Regions from separate parts of the Mus musculus genome. Here region 1 is linked to region 2. Evidence: chromatin contacts called from public Hi-C data. All regions are on one chromosome and are shown on one strand. Each heading gives the region's core, a stretch centred on a gene start, on an enhancer-like site or on the middle of the called end of the contact. The rest is flanking DNA. Distances are from core to core; before and after follow the strand shown. Region 1 overlaps Gucy2c (guanylate cyclase 2c). Region 2 holds the start of Gm36897 (predicted gene, 36897).

The links. Hi-C and Micro-C count contacts between places; a contact is called where the count stands out from the background.
Region 1: a contact with region 2 is called in a Hi-C map of bone marrow-derived macrophages, with 27 read pairs. The contact joins two enhancer-like sites. A contact is called at or near these places in 4 of 484 Hi-C or Micro-C datasets (bone marrow-derived macrophages, cerebellum, nephron progenitors and 1 more) and 3 of 115 datasets of contacts at active chromatin or transcription factors (astrocytes, differentiating embryonic stem cells and embryonic basal ganglia).

The regions. Positions count from the first base shown.
Region 1 is chr6:136,710,083-136,717,508 of GRCm38.p6, reverse strand. Gucy2c (guanylate cyclase 2c) reads left to right here. Exons shown (of 27, transcript NM_001127318.1): 20 at 1,464-1,555; 21 at 4,305-4,463. Among named protein-coding and RNA genes, the nearest start is that of Plbd1, 52 kb to the right of the region's middle. Within about 2 kb of position 3,213, at least 47 of the 459 cell types and tissues checked have an H3K27ac peak or open chromatin away from gene starts, as enhancers often do. A contact at or near this core is called in bone marrow-derived macrophages and neutrophils, where this site is marked.
Region 2 is chr6:136,462,876-136,470,523 of GRCm38.p6, reverse strand. It overlaps Gm36897 (predicted gene, 36897), which reads right to left and starts at 6,849. Exons shown (of 2, transcript NR_168025.1): 1 at 6,541-6,849. Within about 2 kb of position 1,818, at least 387 of the 459 cell types and tissues checked have an H3K27ac peak or open chromatin away from gene starts, as enhancers often do. A contact at or near this core is called in bone marrow-derived macrophages and neutrophils, where this site is marked.

The sequences.
Region 1 (7,426 bases), core at 1,964-4,463, 250 kb before region 2:
TTACTTGCCGGATCCCCTTACAATCAGATGGTGTGGCATTTGTATATAACCTACCTACAACCTCCGGGATGCCTAAAATCACCTGTGCGTTACTTACGGATTTAAACATTAATCCTATGAAGATTTATTGTCATGTTGTATAATGTGTGTGTTCGGTACAGACTTAGTTTTCCCCTGAACCTTCCCAACCTGTAGTTAATGGGATCTACACCGTGGAAGAACAGCCAAGGCTGATGGTTTACACAGGTGATTAGAGCCTTTTCACCAAAGCAATACCCACAATTCATCGCTGTTGCTGACTGATTCTGCAACTGGAAGCTAGGCAAAGATTTCATGCCCCTATAACTGGTCCCAGTAGAAAACAAGCCTAAAACCAGTCTCTCAACAGTGTCCCTTTGATCCTCAGAGGTGTGGTGCCTGCTGAGGCAGGGGCATCACCCAGAAGCTAAATAAACCAAGAGAGGCAGCTGTGGCCTTAGCTCCCTCCCAGGAACCATTCAAATAGAATCCAAGGAGAGCAATCCTGTACCGAATCATTTATCACCTTGGTTCCAACCACAGTGAAGAGCAAACTTTATTTAAATAAATGGCAGCAACTTCCCTTTTGGGTCAAGTCACAAATATGGTGGCAGGTAAGATGACAGGTCCTTCTACCTCCTCTTCCTCTCCCCTCCCATTCCTCTGAGCCACTTCTCCATTATAGCTGTGCACCCCTGTCAGGTGGGAAACTTAAAACATAAGTACAATTGCCTTTTGCCCATGTAAAATTCAGAACACACATATGTGTTCACAAATCACTTAATGCCTTGGGGTGGGGCCTGAACACAAGAAGTTTCCTTTGTGGTCCTCGAGGGAGTGACTCCCAGCTGCAGCTGAGATTAGCAAACCATCAAGGTTTGTTCTTATGTACACCCATTTGCTTTGTTTCCACTGAGGCACATTAGTTTTTGTTTGTTACAGTGTGTGTGCGTGTGCGTGTGCGTGCGTGCGTGCGTGCGTGCGTGCGTGCGTGCGTGTGTGTGTGTGTGTGTGTGTGTGTGTATGTGTGTGTGTATTAACCTGCTAAGGCATCTCGCCAGCCTAAACCTCATTATTTTTTACCCTCCCTGACACATAAACACCACATGTTCTTGTAGAGCCTTTAATGTCTTCCATAAACACCAGCCTCATTCAAATTGTTACCACTTTTTAAGGAAGTGCATTCCAAAGACTGACTGGGTGTGGTAATGTCAGCAGCGGAGTCTACAACATGAAAGGAAGTGAGCTGGAGACTGGTTCTCATAGTCACTGTGGCAGATCCTTGCGAAATATCCCCCACCTTGTTCATACCCATCACGGAGGACAAAATGAGGCTCAATCCTGGAGTGTAGCACACACAGCCCACCTCCACCCCCGAGCTAAGCCCCGCCCACTTCATCTTCGCCCCGTCTATCTAATAAGCCCCGCCCACTTTGTTTTCGCAGGTCTATCTACTTGTCAAAAGCTGTTGGGAGGAGGATCCAGAAAAGAGGCCAGATTTCAAGAAAATCGAGAGCACACTGGCCAAGATATTTGGGTATTGCTAACATTTTTACTTTCCCTCCCAATTTTGATTTTTTTTTTTTTTTTTTTTTTTGGTTTTTCGAGACAGGGTTTCTCTGTATAGCCCTGGCTGTCCTGGAACTCACTTTGTAGACCAGGCTGGCCTCGAACTCAGAAATCCGCCTGCCTCTGCCTCCCGAGTGCTGGGATTAAAGGCGTGTGCCACCACGCCCAGCCCAATTTTGAATTCTTTAATGGTGATTGGATAGTTGACATTTAGTGCTACCACGGAATGAAAATGTTTGTGCCAATAAAATTCTCAGGCTATAACCAACACCTGTCACATAAAATGCAAATGATTCAGAAGTAAAAAAGACCACTTCTCAGGGACATGCTCTCATAAAGTTAAACACTCAGGGACAAAATACATCATAATATATCATACTTTTTATCATTAAAAATAGTTTCCAGAGGCAAGAAAGATGGTTCATCAGTTAAGACACGCACTGTTCTTGCAGAGGAACCAAGTTTGGTTCCTATAGCCCACATCAGGAGACTCACAACTGCCTGTGACTCCAGCTCCAAGAGATAGGATGCTTCTGGCTTCCTGGGCAGCTGCATCCAGGAGCAGTGTTCCTCCAGTACACACACTTAAGCTAATAAGTCTGAAAAAGACATAGTTTCTAAGAGAACCTTAAAGTTGGGGTGCATGAGGAGGTAGGGAGGATTTGGGAAGAATTAACAGAGAAGAAAACATGTATGAAACATATTTTAATTAAATGCATAATTTCCAGACTTCCAGACCCTTCTGGAAGTCTAACCTGGGTCCTGGGATTCTATAATGCTCCTGGGTAATATATGTATATATATATATATATATATATATATATATATATATATATATATATATATATATATATATATATATATATACACACACATATAGGGGGGTTCTTGCATGTATGTCTGTGTGCCTTGTGCATGCAGTGCTCACAGAGGCCAAAAAAGGCATCAGACCCTGGGGTTGAAGTTACAGACAGTTGTGAGCTGCCACAAGGGAGCTGGAAAATCAAACCCAGGTCCTCTGGAAGAGCAGTCAGTGTTCTTAACCACTGAGCCATGTCTCTGGGCCCAGATGGGTAATTCTTAACATTAGAAAGTTCTTAATATTTTTAAGATCTAGCTTTTATTTTTAATTCTTTGTATATGTGTGGGTTTGTGTACCTGTGCGCAGGCACCCGGATTCCCTAGACCTGAACTTGGATCTGTAAGTCCCCTGACATAGGTCCTAGGAGGTGACCGAGGGTCCTCTGGTAAGGCAGGATAGGTTCTTATGAACCATCTCTCCAGCCACCAAGGTCAGCAAGCTTTAAAGATCTCCAAAATCACCAGCTATGGCCCCAGACACTTTAGATTTGTTTTCTGAATCACTAGAGCCTTCGTGTTCAAAATGGGTGTTATATCCCATGATCCAGCGATACCAAATCCTCGATGCTGTGTGCTTTTAGATAACACACTACAGATGGGAAAGGGACAGTGACTGGAGAACTGAGAAACCAAGCACCAAGGAAGACATAATGCTGGCTTGCTGGGAACAGAGGGCAAATCAACACACACACACACAGACATGCACACGCACATGCAGACGCAGATGCAGGCTACCAACTTCCTCATTCATGAAACTGGAGTGAGCTGGGTGGTTTCTAAACTTCCTTCCATCTCTGACTTTCTGGAGGTGTCCTTAGGCCCTAAGATTCAGACACCTGCTGAGGTGAGAAGCCAAGGCAGAGATGGGAGCCATGGTCTGATTGGCAGAAGTGTGCACTGTTTGAATAGAGCAGGAACTAGCAACAGATTCAATTCTCGCCTTTTCACTCCTCCCCTGGCTGTCACCGAGGTCAGATGGGACAGTGCAGTATCAGTGACAGGGACTCTCATGGAGATAGATCATGGGCCCCTGGTCTTTACCCTTGACTCTGGTGGGTCTCAAACATGGCTGTTCATTTGAGATTCCCCAAGGAGCTTTAAGAAACACTGGCACCTTAATTCTGCCCTAGAGCATTTGATGTAACAGGGCTAAGGTGTAACTTAGCGGGAGTTTTAATAATTCCCTAGGTGACGAAGATCCATAGTTAAGATGGGGAAACTTTTAATTGAATCCATTCATTTCCACCTCCCCTGTGCTTGCTCCTGATCCCATTCTGCCTAACGAACCTTTACTGCTGGGGTCAAGTAAGAGCCCTTGGGAGCTTGTTATAAAAAAAGTTCTGTCTCTTGGGACTGTGGAGATGTCAACAAGACTAGTCACCTGAGTTCATACCCAAAACAATGATGGTGTCCTCAAACCTCCTTCAAACCCATACTATGACACACACACTCTCTCTCTCTCTCTCTCACACACACACATACACACAAACACACACAATAAACATACACAGAGACACAACATACACATAAACACACACACAGAGACACACAGAGACACAACCAGTCTCTCATACACATATACAGAGAGAGAGGCACAGAGACACACACACATACCAAACACAGAAACACACAGACACACACTCACTTATACAAAGCAAGCCTACACCGTCTGAGGGCAGAAGTGGGAACTTGTCAATGACGTAATCACGATGGCAGAATGGCTGTGGGATCTCAGAACTTTTTTCTATGTCTTAGCATGTTATAAACATTATCTTTAACATACACAACATCATGAGACCCCCCTCACACCCCTTCCCAGTGATGTGTAAAAATCCTTCATCTGTTACCACCTGCAGCCTTTTCCATGACCAGAAAAACGAGTCTTACATGGACACCTTGATCCGACGTCTCCAGCTGTACTCTCGAAACCTGGAACATCTGGTGGAGGAAAGGACTCAGCTGTACAAGGCGGAGAGGGACAGGGCTGACCACCTTAACTTCATGCTCCTCCCACGGTAAGGCCAGCCACCTGTAAACATGGCTTCCCGTGATTCCACAGCCAGGCTCCCAGCTGAAACCTTCAACGTGGCCGCCTCTCCCCATTGCTGGTTTTGTTCTGCATTTGGTTTGGCCTTTGGTTTGTTTGGGGCAGTCTAGGGTGGTTTCCTTTTATAGACCCTTCAGGGTTCAAAATGCTTGAACCTTGCTGAACCTCCTGATTTCACTCTGAATTCCCAAAGCAAAGAAGTTACTGTGAGGATTATGGACTGAGTAGAGGGCTGTGAGTTCTAATATCTCATTAAGTCTACATTCTGCCTTCAGGCAAACTGCTGTCCGTCTGTCCTCAGACTCAGCATGGAAACTCAAGTCTGCCGCATGTGCTGTGTGAACGCTCTCTGAGGCTCTCAGGCATTCAGTGTTGGTGTCTTTGCTTTTCTTCTTGACATCACAAGCAAAGTCCAAGTCACAAGAACTAGAAGTTGTCTGTGGGCGACGAGGCAGGTGTCTTGCCATCAGACCATCTATGAGCGAACTTCATGAAACATAGTCAGGACAGAAGAGAAAGGGCATTAGGACTGAAATCCCCAAAGAGCTTAATGTTTTCAGAACACTGTCATTCGAATAAGTTCCCCCGGAATGTTAAGATAAATGAGGAATCACAATGTGATGGTTTGGTCAATGGCTTTGTACAAGCAAGAAGCAATGGTCTCTTCCCGTTCCGGTGTGGCAAGCTGTTAATTGAGTGTAAGGATAAGCTAGGTAGCCTAGCTCTGGTAAAATTGCGGAAACTGAGCTCAGTGAGACCTGACTTCAAAGCTTGCTTCCACTGGCTACTATTGATGAGCAGTCTTGGATAGGAAACCTAGATGATCCAACCTGTCTCCCATCTTCCTTCAGTATCTTGGGTAGCAGATAGGAAACCAACACTCGTCTATAACATTCATGCTGGGGTATACACAGTAACTGAGGCTTCTCCAGGTTGCTGGTTCCTTAACCCCTCCCATATCCACCCCCATCTGTCCTAATGACTATTTTCCAAATAAAAAGTAGTTTCTCCTCTATAAACCTGGGCAAAGAGGTGGGGGACACACATGTGCCCCATTCAGTCCCTGGGACTTGGAAAAGCCTAATCAGGACCATGAGCCTTCCAGCTCATACACACAGATTAGGAGAGCATTCTGGAAATACACTAGAACCACCCACCTCTATGTCAAAGAGGGTATGTGTTGCCTGAGCCACATAAACTCACTATGTCATGCAGAATTCTTTGCCTGGACAGTAAGGCCTCATTGAGAAACATGATGCCATAGTTGTCCCAGGGTTTCACCATCAGAGGTTTTAGCCAACAATGTCACGTCAGTGGGATAAAACAGCTGCCTCTGCAACTCAAGTTTTCACAAGCTTGGTTCAACATGATCACAAGATGACAATTTTTTTAAAGATTGTATGTGTGTCTGTGTGTGTGCACACACGCACGTGCACATGAACATACTTGCCTGTACATTCAAGTGTAGTTGCCCACACAGAACCGTGGAGGCCATCAGATCTGCTGAGTTTGAGTTATATGTCGTCGTGAGCTCCCTGCTATGGGATCTGGGAAGAAATCTGGGTCCTCTGCAGAAGCAGCAAGCACTCTTAATGGCTGAACACCTCTCCCACCCCAATCATCTTGCTAGGTGGTTGAAGCCAGGCCTTACTCTAACTCTGGAAAAAAATACATTTTATCTTTATGAAAACTTCATGTTTCCACAATAACATAAGGTAGACACTGTCCAGAAGAACCAAAAAGCAACATTTATAGCAACACTGAAGTGTGTATGTAGGAATCACCATCAGTTCAGCATTTATTGAACAGTACCCAGGAGATTAGGAAAACGTAAATGGGTTTCCTTCTTGTGAGAAAACCAAGATATCTAATTTGTATTCACATTCTGTGACAGCAGCAACCCTCTACCCAAGCTCACCACCTGAAGTTCTCTTTCTTTCTCTTACCAGCCACATCAAGGGCTATTTTGCAAAGGTCCCTACATTGTGTTACTACACTTGAAAAGACTTTCCTCTACGCACTGGAGAGTCTCTGTGTGTCCCAGACCCCTGTGACTGATAGACGATGGGTTTTCTGAACGATCCTCAAGGATTCTGCAACTGTTAGTGTCACCTCCAAATCTTCTCCATCTCCCTGAACATGCCTTGGCTTGCAGACAGGTCGTGGTGCAGAGGACAGACAGGCATTGCTCAGTTCTAGTAACAGCTTTGTCTGCAGCAGGCTATGGGATCACATGAAATTCCCACTTCCTTTTCACCCCTTGGTTTTCTTATCTATATAAAAATGAAGGATTTAGGGACTGGAGATGTGGCTTGGCGGTTAGGAGCATTTGTGGCTCTTGCAAAGGACCTGAGTTCACAGCACCCACATGGTAGCTCACAGCCATCTTTAGCTCCAGTCTCAAAGGTGCTCTCTGCTGGCCTCTGCGGGTACCAGACACACTTTTGCAGTACACGTACACACATTTAAGCAAACACATGTACAAAATAAAATAAAATGAGAGCTTTGTTCTCATAGGCTAGTGTTGCACCTCCCAGCCAGCGTCTCAGATTCTGATGCTGAGGTTTCTGCTCAGGCTCCCTTCAAAATGACCCCAACGGCAGCAGAGAGTCCTGAACCCCAGTCAGCCCCAGAACGCTCCCCCCGTGGGGAAGGCAGACACCTTGTCCCCTATAGGAAGTCCCAGTCCACTCAGGTGTCGGACTTGCTCTGAGAAGCTGCCCCTTCCATCCCCTCAGCGAGGTTTTCTGAGCGACTTCTCTTTGGAATCCATAATAATAATACCACGAAGTATCTGAGAGGGGCAGAACTGTTAGCTTTGGCGAGAAGGGCACATTTGTCAAGCTCTTTAGTGCTCATAGCTTTAGGGTCAACTTCTTACATCAGCAACACACTTGACAGTGAGGTTTCTGAATATGGTGTATGCTTGTT
Region 2 (7,648 bases), core at 569-3,068:
TGTTTCCCTGGCTGGAGACATTGTTCTGGAAACAGGCTGGGTTGCCATGGCTACAGCTCCCCGGGCCAGGCCCTGCCCATTTCCAGGCAGCCAGGCTGTTAGCCTGTCTGGTGCCTGCTGTTACCAGGTCACTCCCGGTTTCCAGGCCTCCCCACACCCAGCACTGCACGGGAATGCTGGGAAGTTCAAGTTTCCCAGATGGCCTTTGAGTCCGAAAATAAAGCCCTGCGCTTGCCAGGCCCGAGATTTTCTTGGAACAAAAGTCAGTAGATTGAAAGCTTGCTGAAGGCAGGGACCATCTTCTCATCAGCGTCACCAGGACCGTGTCTTCCACCCAGAGTAGGTTGTCACACAGTAGGCGCTTTAGAAATGCTGGCAAGCATTTGACACCATGATGGCGGCATAGAGTCAGGTTAAAAGAACGGATTTTGGAGCCAATATCTTTCTCTGACAGGTTTTATAGATCAGTAACACTACCTGATCCTTTCGAACTTTATTTTTCTCATCTCTAAAATGGGAACAGCAATGCCGTTCGCTCTCAGGGATGTACAGTGGCTAGGCTCATGTAAGATATGAAATGCATGGTACTGTGTGGGGCTTCTAATGATTTCTCCTGCTAATCTCTTTTGTGGGTTACTACATCGTCACATAAAAGTGCTGCTCTCCGTAAAGTCAGCCACCTCTTTGCCAAGCAACAACCATACAAACAAATAGGGTCCATACCGGCGCACTTGATACTGCCATTTCTATGTAAGGACTTAGTCAATACTTGTGCAATAAGCAACAGATAGAGAATGCCTGCCAGTAACAAGCGTCCCCTGCTTCAAAGGTCACACATAAATAATGCAAAGTAGGCTGGGTTCCAACCGTCTCTCCAGATGTCTAAGAGTAACAGAAGGAATGGCATGTCGACATTTCAGCCCTGGGTCTCCCAGTCTTCTCCCTCAACGTCTCAACACCCACAGACACACCAAAGGAACTCCCCTCCCCCATTCCCAGAGCAGACTGGCTTCTAAGACTCCAGGTGCTCCCTTGCTGACCCTGAAAGATTCCAACCATTTGGGGACATTCAAGAGGAGAGGTTCCACACTCCTCCTCCTCCTTTCCAAACGAGACTGACCTGGGCTTTGTCTAGGTTCTAGAACTCCTCAAAGTCCTGGGAGATTTTTAAGGTGGAGGGGTGGTAGCTGTCTGGGAATCCTCTGACCCCTGTGTGGCCTTAGGAAGTGCACACTGGACGACATCCGGTTCAACTGGGTGGCAGCTGCTCCTGGAGTCGCTCACCCTGGGGGCTGCTGGACAACCAGCTGGGGGAGGGGAGCCGGTCAAAGACTTAACCATCATTCCAGTGTCGTCTGAGATTGCTGTTGCTTTGAGTTGAGGTGTGTACAGCATGTGTGTATTTGGGGACACAGAAGGAGAGCACTTTGGCCCAACTGGGCACATGCATTGTCAACGCCTGGGGCAGAAGATGTTGTCATCCAATTGTTAGCCGGGTGTACCATAGGCATGGGGGGGTTGTGTGTTTTGTGCTTTGCAAAGATATGCAAACATAGGTGTTGGAAAATGGTGTGAACTGCATGCAGGGTGTGAAGTGCTCCTCTCAGTGTTTCAGACCCTCCTACCTCCCTCCCCGCCCCCACTCTCCAGCACAGGCAATAAACCAGGCCGCAAAGTCCTCCCCTCCCCCCAAGGCCTTGGCCAGCTCTCTGAAAACTGATATCCTGGGGCCCTTTTTCCCTCACCAGCTACAGTCAGAAGCAGCAGGAGGGAAAATGTGGACCGGATCTCAACAGAGAGTCCCGACTCTGAACTTTCTCTGCGATGATATGCAACCGATCCGGCACCAGGCCTGGTATTTCATCTGACTTTGCCACCCCAGGAACTGGGTTTAGGTTCCAGCAAGTCCCCGTCCAGTTCAGGTCTGTCTGTAAAATCCATGCTAGATTTTCCATTTCACCCTAGTGAAGTCTCAGCCTGTGGCTGTTGTTCTCAATCCAGCTCAGAAACTGGCTCAAACCGCCCTGAACTGGATTTGGTGGCTGTTGAGACACAGTTTCTGCCTCTTTGTTAGGGCGGAACCGCCCCATTCTCTACACCTCCCGCCCTCCCTCAATCCAGTGTCCTACAACAATCTCCCACCCACCCCACCCCCATTCCCTTTTTCTTAAAAAACAAAACAAACAACCCCCCCAAAACAAAACAAAACAAAAAAACTATGAAGTAGATTAAATTAAATTCTTTTTTTTTTAATGGATCTAGGTTGTAAGCCTTTTGGCTTTATGATATTAGTTATTTCTGAGTTGTTATCTTATCAGTTAACATGGTGCGCTTCAAATGATGCTCAGACAGGCCCAGAAACAACTACATTTCTCATCACTGACTTAAGGTTTTGGGTAGAGTTCATTGCTCATTTCCATTTCATTAACTGTAAGGTAAAAGAATTTGATAATTTTTATTACCATTCAGAGCTGGGGAACAGTATCTGTGCTCACTGCCTTCCGCAACTGTAGACGTGCCAGAGGAAGAACTGAAGGACGCAGATGGGTTTGTTTTTCCAGTTGTAACTTTACCCCTGGATCAGATGGTGTGAACTGTAAGATACAGGAGGCTGACTGGGGGTTGCCGGGTGAGGGAAGAGCAGGATTCTTCCCAGAATGTGGGTAGGGGCAAAGTGGGGATGTGACAGATTCAGGTCAAAACACTGCTGAGAGATTTGTGAATTTTAGCTATATCACACGCAGGCGTTTCTTATGTCTGGGATTAGACAGGCATGTAGCATGATGCTGAAGTGAAATTCCCCCAGGTTTGTCCACTTGAAAATGCCCAGTAGTCGTATGTTTATGCTATTATCTCAATAAAAAGATCGTCTCGATTTCTCTCATTCTTTTTTCTTTGACAAGAATTTCTTATTTCGAGTTTTTTTGAGAACTCCGGAAGAGACACTAGAAAAAGCAACCATGATCTGGGTGTGGCTCCATGTTGTGTCTGACGGCTCCCTCGTCGCCCTCTGCTGGCCAGTTCAGGTAGTGTGTGAAGCTGTCAGAAAGCTGCTGAGCAGTTTCTTGTCCAAACCCAAAATGCCTGGCCGCCTAGCTGAGGATGCTTCATTCTGCCTGTTTCATATGCATCTCTTCTTATTCCTATGCATGGCATTTGAAATGCTTCTATAATAGTTCATGGGATTAACTATAAATTAATTAGTTAAAGTTTAGCCCTAAATCCGGAGTCAAGGGCTGGGAACAGCCTTTTTTCTCCTGTGTTAAGAACCAGAGTCGCGAAGGTGGTGAGTGGCAGCAACCCTCAGGAGGTGGGTGTGTTGATCAGGAGTTCAAGGTTATGTAAGCAGTTTGAGGCCGGTCTGAGGTACATGAAACCCTGCATTTTGCAAAACAAAACCCAAAGTTGTTTATTTAAGTAATTTCAGTGGAGCATAAAGTTCTGGGAAAAGGCCAATTGTAGCAGGCAACCTAGAGAAGCTATTTATTTATAAGAAAGGGAAGGTTGACACTTGCTCCCTTCCTGCTCCCTTCCTCTCTCTCTGCCGGATAGAGTCTGCTGTAGGTACCTTTGGTTTCCCGGAATCCTGAAAATGGGTATGAGATAAATGTGAATGCATCCATTGAATTTGGTCCTCTGAGATTCAGGAGTGCTAAGTAATTATTGTAGGAAGGCACAAAATATCTATATAGAACTTTCCAGAATGTGAAACCTTAGAGGGGATTCTAGAAAGGTAGAAATTAAGGTATGGCCTCTGGCCTTCTGATGGTCCAGTGGGCTCTTTAGGCCACCCTCATTATCTGCTCTATAAGCTGGCGATCCACAGGCGCCCTGGCATCTCATCCTCTCTGGTTTCAGGCCTTTCCTCCCTGGGCCTGGCGGAACACTTGGCCTCCTTCCTCCTCCCAGTCTACTTGGTTACAGTACACTGCAGTGGTGTGCACGCGTGCGCCCTCACATGGTGTGCTTGTTCTATAGGTTCCCTGTCTCCTCCTTTAAGCTTTATATTCCCCTTAAGCCATGTCCTTCTGATCAAAATTGAACAACTGGCTTGTGACACCGTACCTGCTAAAAAGCAAGGAATAAATATGTGTTGAACAGATGGATCAAATTCAAATACATTCTCTTGGCCCAGGCCTATCACTTCCTGGAGTCTTCTTTTCCTATCACGTGGCTTTTTGGACACTTGACCTTCTATGCCTTTTCTGTCCTGGGCTCTGGGGTGTCTTTCCTGGGGTGAGAGCTTTCAGCTGACTCCTCGCAGTTGAGCTCCTGACGTCCTGATAAACAAGCCTGTAGCCCCGGCAGTCTGTGTTTTCTCCTCAGTGGTACTTGATTCATCCTGAGGTGGAACTGGATTCCAGGGGTGTTGTCTGAGCATGAGATTGCTTGCCTGCGTGGTGCTCCCACCCCCACCTCCAACAATACTTCCTTTGTTCCGGGGGAGAAACGCCTTACCATTCCATCTTCTAAAAGAACTCCCTCTGCTGGCCACAGGCGGCCTTGGCTGTGCTACATTTAAAAGCCCCAGAACTTCAAGTGGCAGTTTGCATGGTCCTGAGCCTGTGTCCCAGGTGTCACTTCTTCTCTGGTTGTCAGCCACGCCCAGGAGTAATTTATTGAAGCTATAATTTCTTTCTCTCTCCTCTTCTATTTTTATTTCTTCCTGTTTGAGGCATGCTCTTTAGCCCAGATTGGCCTCCTGCCTCCGACTTCTGAGTCCTAGACTTATATTCATGGGCCGCCATCCCCAGATTATTTGGTGTTGAGGATTGACTTCTGGGCTTTGTGGATGCTATGTAAATACCCTACCAACCGAGTTACAGCCCCACCCTGGCTTTCTTGGATTCATTCTATAGTTCTAAAAGCTCTAGAGAAGACTTTGGAGATGTGTCTCTGTTCTGTATTCTCTGAGCTGCTGTTTGAATTTAAGATTTTTAAGTGTGTGTGCGTGCGCACGCACACGTGCGAGTAGATGCCAGAGGAGGGTTCCAGGGCATCTTTTTCCTTTTCAGTCCTATTCCTTTGAGGCGGGGTCTCTCTCCGAACCAGGCAGGACCTTTTGTTATCTCAGCTAGGCTGGGAAGTGAACAAATCCCAGCAATCCTCCTGTCTCCACCCTCTCAATGGTGCAGCTTCAGATTTGGGCAGGTTCTCTGCTGGTTTGTTAGATGGGTGATGGGATTTGAAATCTGGTCCTCAAGGTTTTGAATGTGCTCTTATCAGCCGAGCCATCTCTCCGGCCCTGGTTGTTTGTATTTTGACTCAGGGTGTTGCTATGCGATCACGGTTGCCTGGTACTAGCCTGGTAATTGGGTAACCCACAGTGGCCTCAAACTCGTGATCTTTCGAGGACTGAGATTACAGGCATGAGTGAACACTCCCGGCTCACCAAGTGGCTTTGCTTAACGAATGGTTGTATAACTGAATTTTCTCAACTGCCTGTAACTTGTGGCTTTCACTTCATTTTAATAATAAATTCAATTTTGAGACATGGATTACTCTATAGACTAGGCTGGTCTGATGCTCTTTGTGTTGAACTCTAAGCAATCCTCCAGCTTCAGTTTTTGGAATGTTGACATTGCAGGCTGGTAGTTCTGTACCCTTAGGAGATGATAAAGGCTGGAGGTGAAGCCTAATTAGAGAAGTAACTGCTGAGCCTGGTCTCAGGGGCTGTCAGCCCTCTTTCTCTTAGACAGGGTCTCTCTCTCTGTGACCCTGGCTGTCCTGAGACTCTCTAAGTAGACCAGACTGGCCTTGAATTCACAGCGATCTGCCTCTATCTCTCAAATGCTGGAATTAAAGATGCGCCCCTGAAAACCTGTCCTCTTGTGACCCTTGCTGCTGCAATGGTCAACAAAAACTAAGAAATTTCCTTCTCCCCCATCCTCCCTTAGAGACCTTTGACTCAGCACAAACAGCTGACCACGGACTGAACCCCAGACTAAATAAAGCCTGCAGCACACAGAGCCAAGTTAAATTTCTATTCCTCCTGTGGATGGCTTGCTTGGCATTTGTCACACAGACCAAAGCCACCTCATCCAGCTCTGCTCAGCGGTGTGTGTGAAAGCAACCACTGCATGCAGAAGCAAGTTTCAGCCTCACGGCTGCTTGTACAGGCAAAGCAGCGGCCTGACAACTGGAGACTCAGAAAGGTTAGGTAATTTGCCTAATGTCACACAGCTGTAGATGGCAGGACATTGACAAAAGCAGGATGTTGTTTGAGTCGCTGTTAAGCTGGCGCGTGCTCCGTGCTCTCAGATGGCATTCTTTTGCTTTCCTCCCTTGCTTTCCTCAGGAAACCTTAATATAAAACCGTGGAAACTGGGCGCCAGCCCAGCCCCCAGCTTCTTCAGAAGAGGAAATGCAAGTCCACGGGCGAGGAACCAGGCCTGGGTTAGTGGCATCTGCCTGTAGCGCCGGTGATCGGGAGGCAGAGGCAGCAGGACCACTGGGAGTTCCGGGCTAGCCTTAGCTATACCGTTTTTTTTTTTGTTTGTTTGTTTGTTTGACATTTTGCACCACGCATCAGAGCCTTACCTGGAATGAGCTTCTTTCTCCACTCTGCACAGTGAAGAAGGAACCCGAGGGGATGGATGTCCTGCCAGAGTGACAAGAGGCTGCAATGTGGCCCCGCGGTTCTCTCCGTCTTCTTCCTGGTGGCTGTGGAGGTGGTCCTGTTTCTTCTTTCTCCGCTGCAACTGTTGTTTCATGTAGCCCAGGCTGGCCTAAAGCGCCCTTGCTAGTGAGGGATAATCTTGAATCTGATCCCTCCCCCACCTTCCAGAGCACAGGATTATAGACACAGACCGCGCGCGTGCCTGCATTGTTTGTCTCTTTGGTTTGTTTAAATGGAGCTGGGGATTTACCCTAGGGTTTCCTGTGGCCCAGGCAAGTGATTCACAGGAGCACAGCCCTCCTCCTCCCCCTTCCTGTTCCATCTTGCCACCTAACCTCTTTGCTTCTGAGACTGTTGGACTAGCACTGTTTTGAGTGTCATCCTAGCAAAAATTCAACCCTGCCCAGAGGAGGAGGCTGAGCTAAGGCTCTCGACAGATACCTGGTCTTTGCCCTGAAGAAAACGTAAAAGCCCGAAATTATGCCTTTATTATACTGTGAGCTCAGTATATTCCCCTGTGTAATCTTATTTAAGTGACTTTTAATTGAACTATTACTATTATGTTTTCTAGCATAATCTTATTGATCCCAGACTAGCCTTGAACTGTTTGTTTTGTGGCCAAGGTGACCCGAGCCCCGTAATTCTACTATGTCCACCTCCTGAGTGTGTGTCACCTCCCAGGTATATAAACTGATGGCATAGCCACTCTGAGGGATGATTAAAGGGAAGGGGTTTTTTGTTGTTATTGTTTTTTGTTTTGTTTTTTGTTTTTTTTTGTTTTTTCAAGACAGGGTTTCTCTGTATAGCCCTGGCTGTCTTGGAGCTCACTTTGTAGACCAGGCTGGCCTCGAACTCAGAAATCCGCCTGCCTCTGCCTCCCGAGTGCTGGGATTAAAGGTGTTGTTATTGTTTTAGAATATTATTTATTTAATGTATATGAGTACACTGTAGCTGTCTTCAGACACACCAGAGGAAGGTATCAGATCCTATTACAGATGGTTGTGAGCCACCAGGTGGTTGCTAGGAATT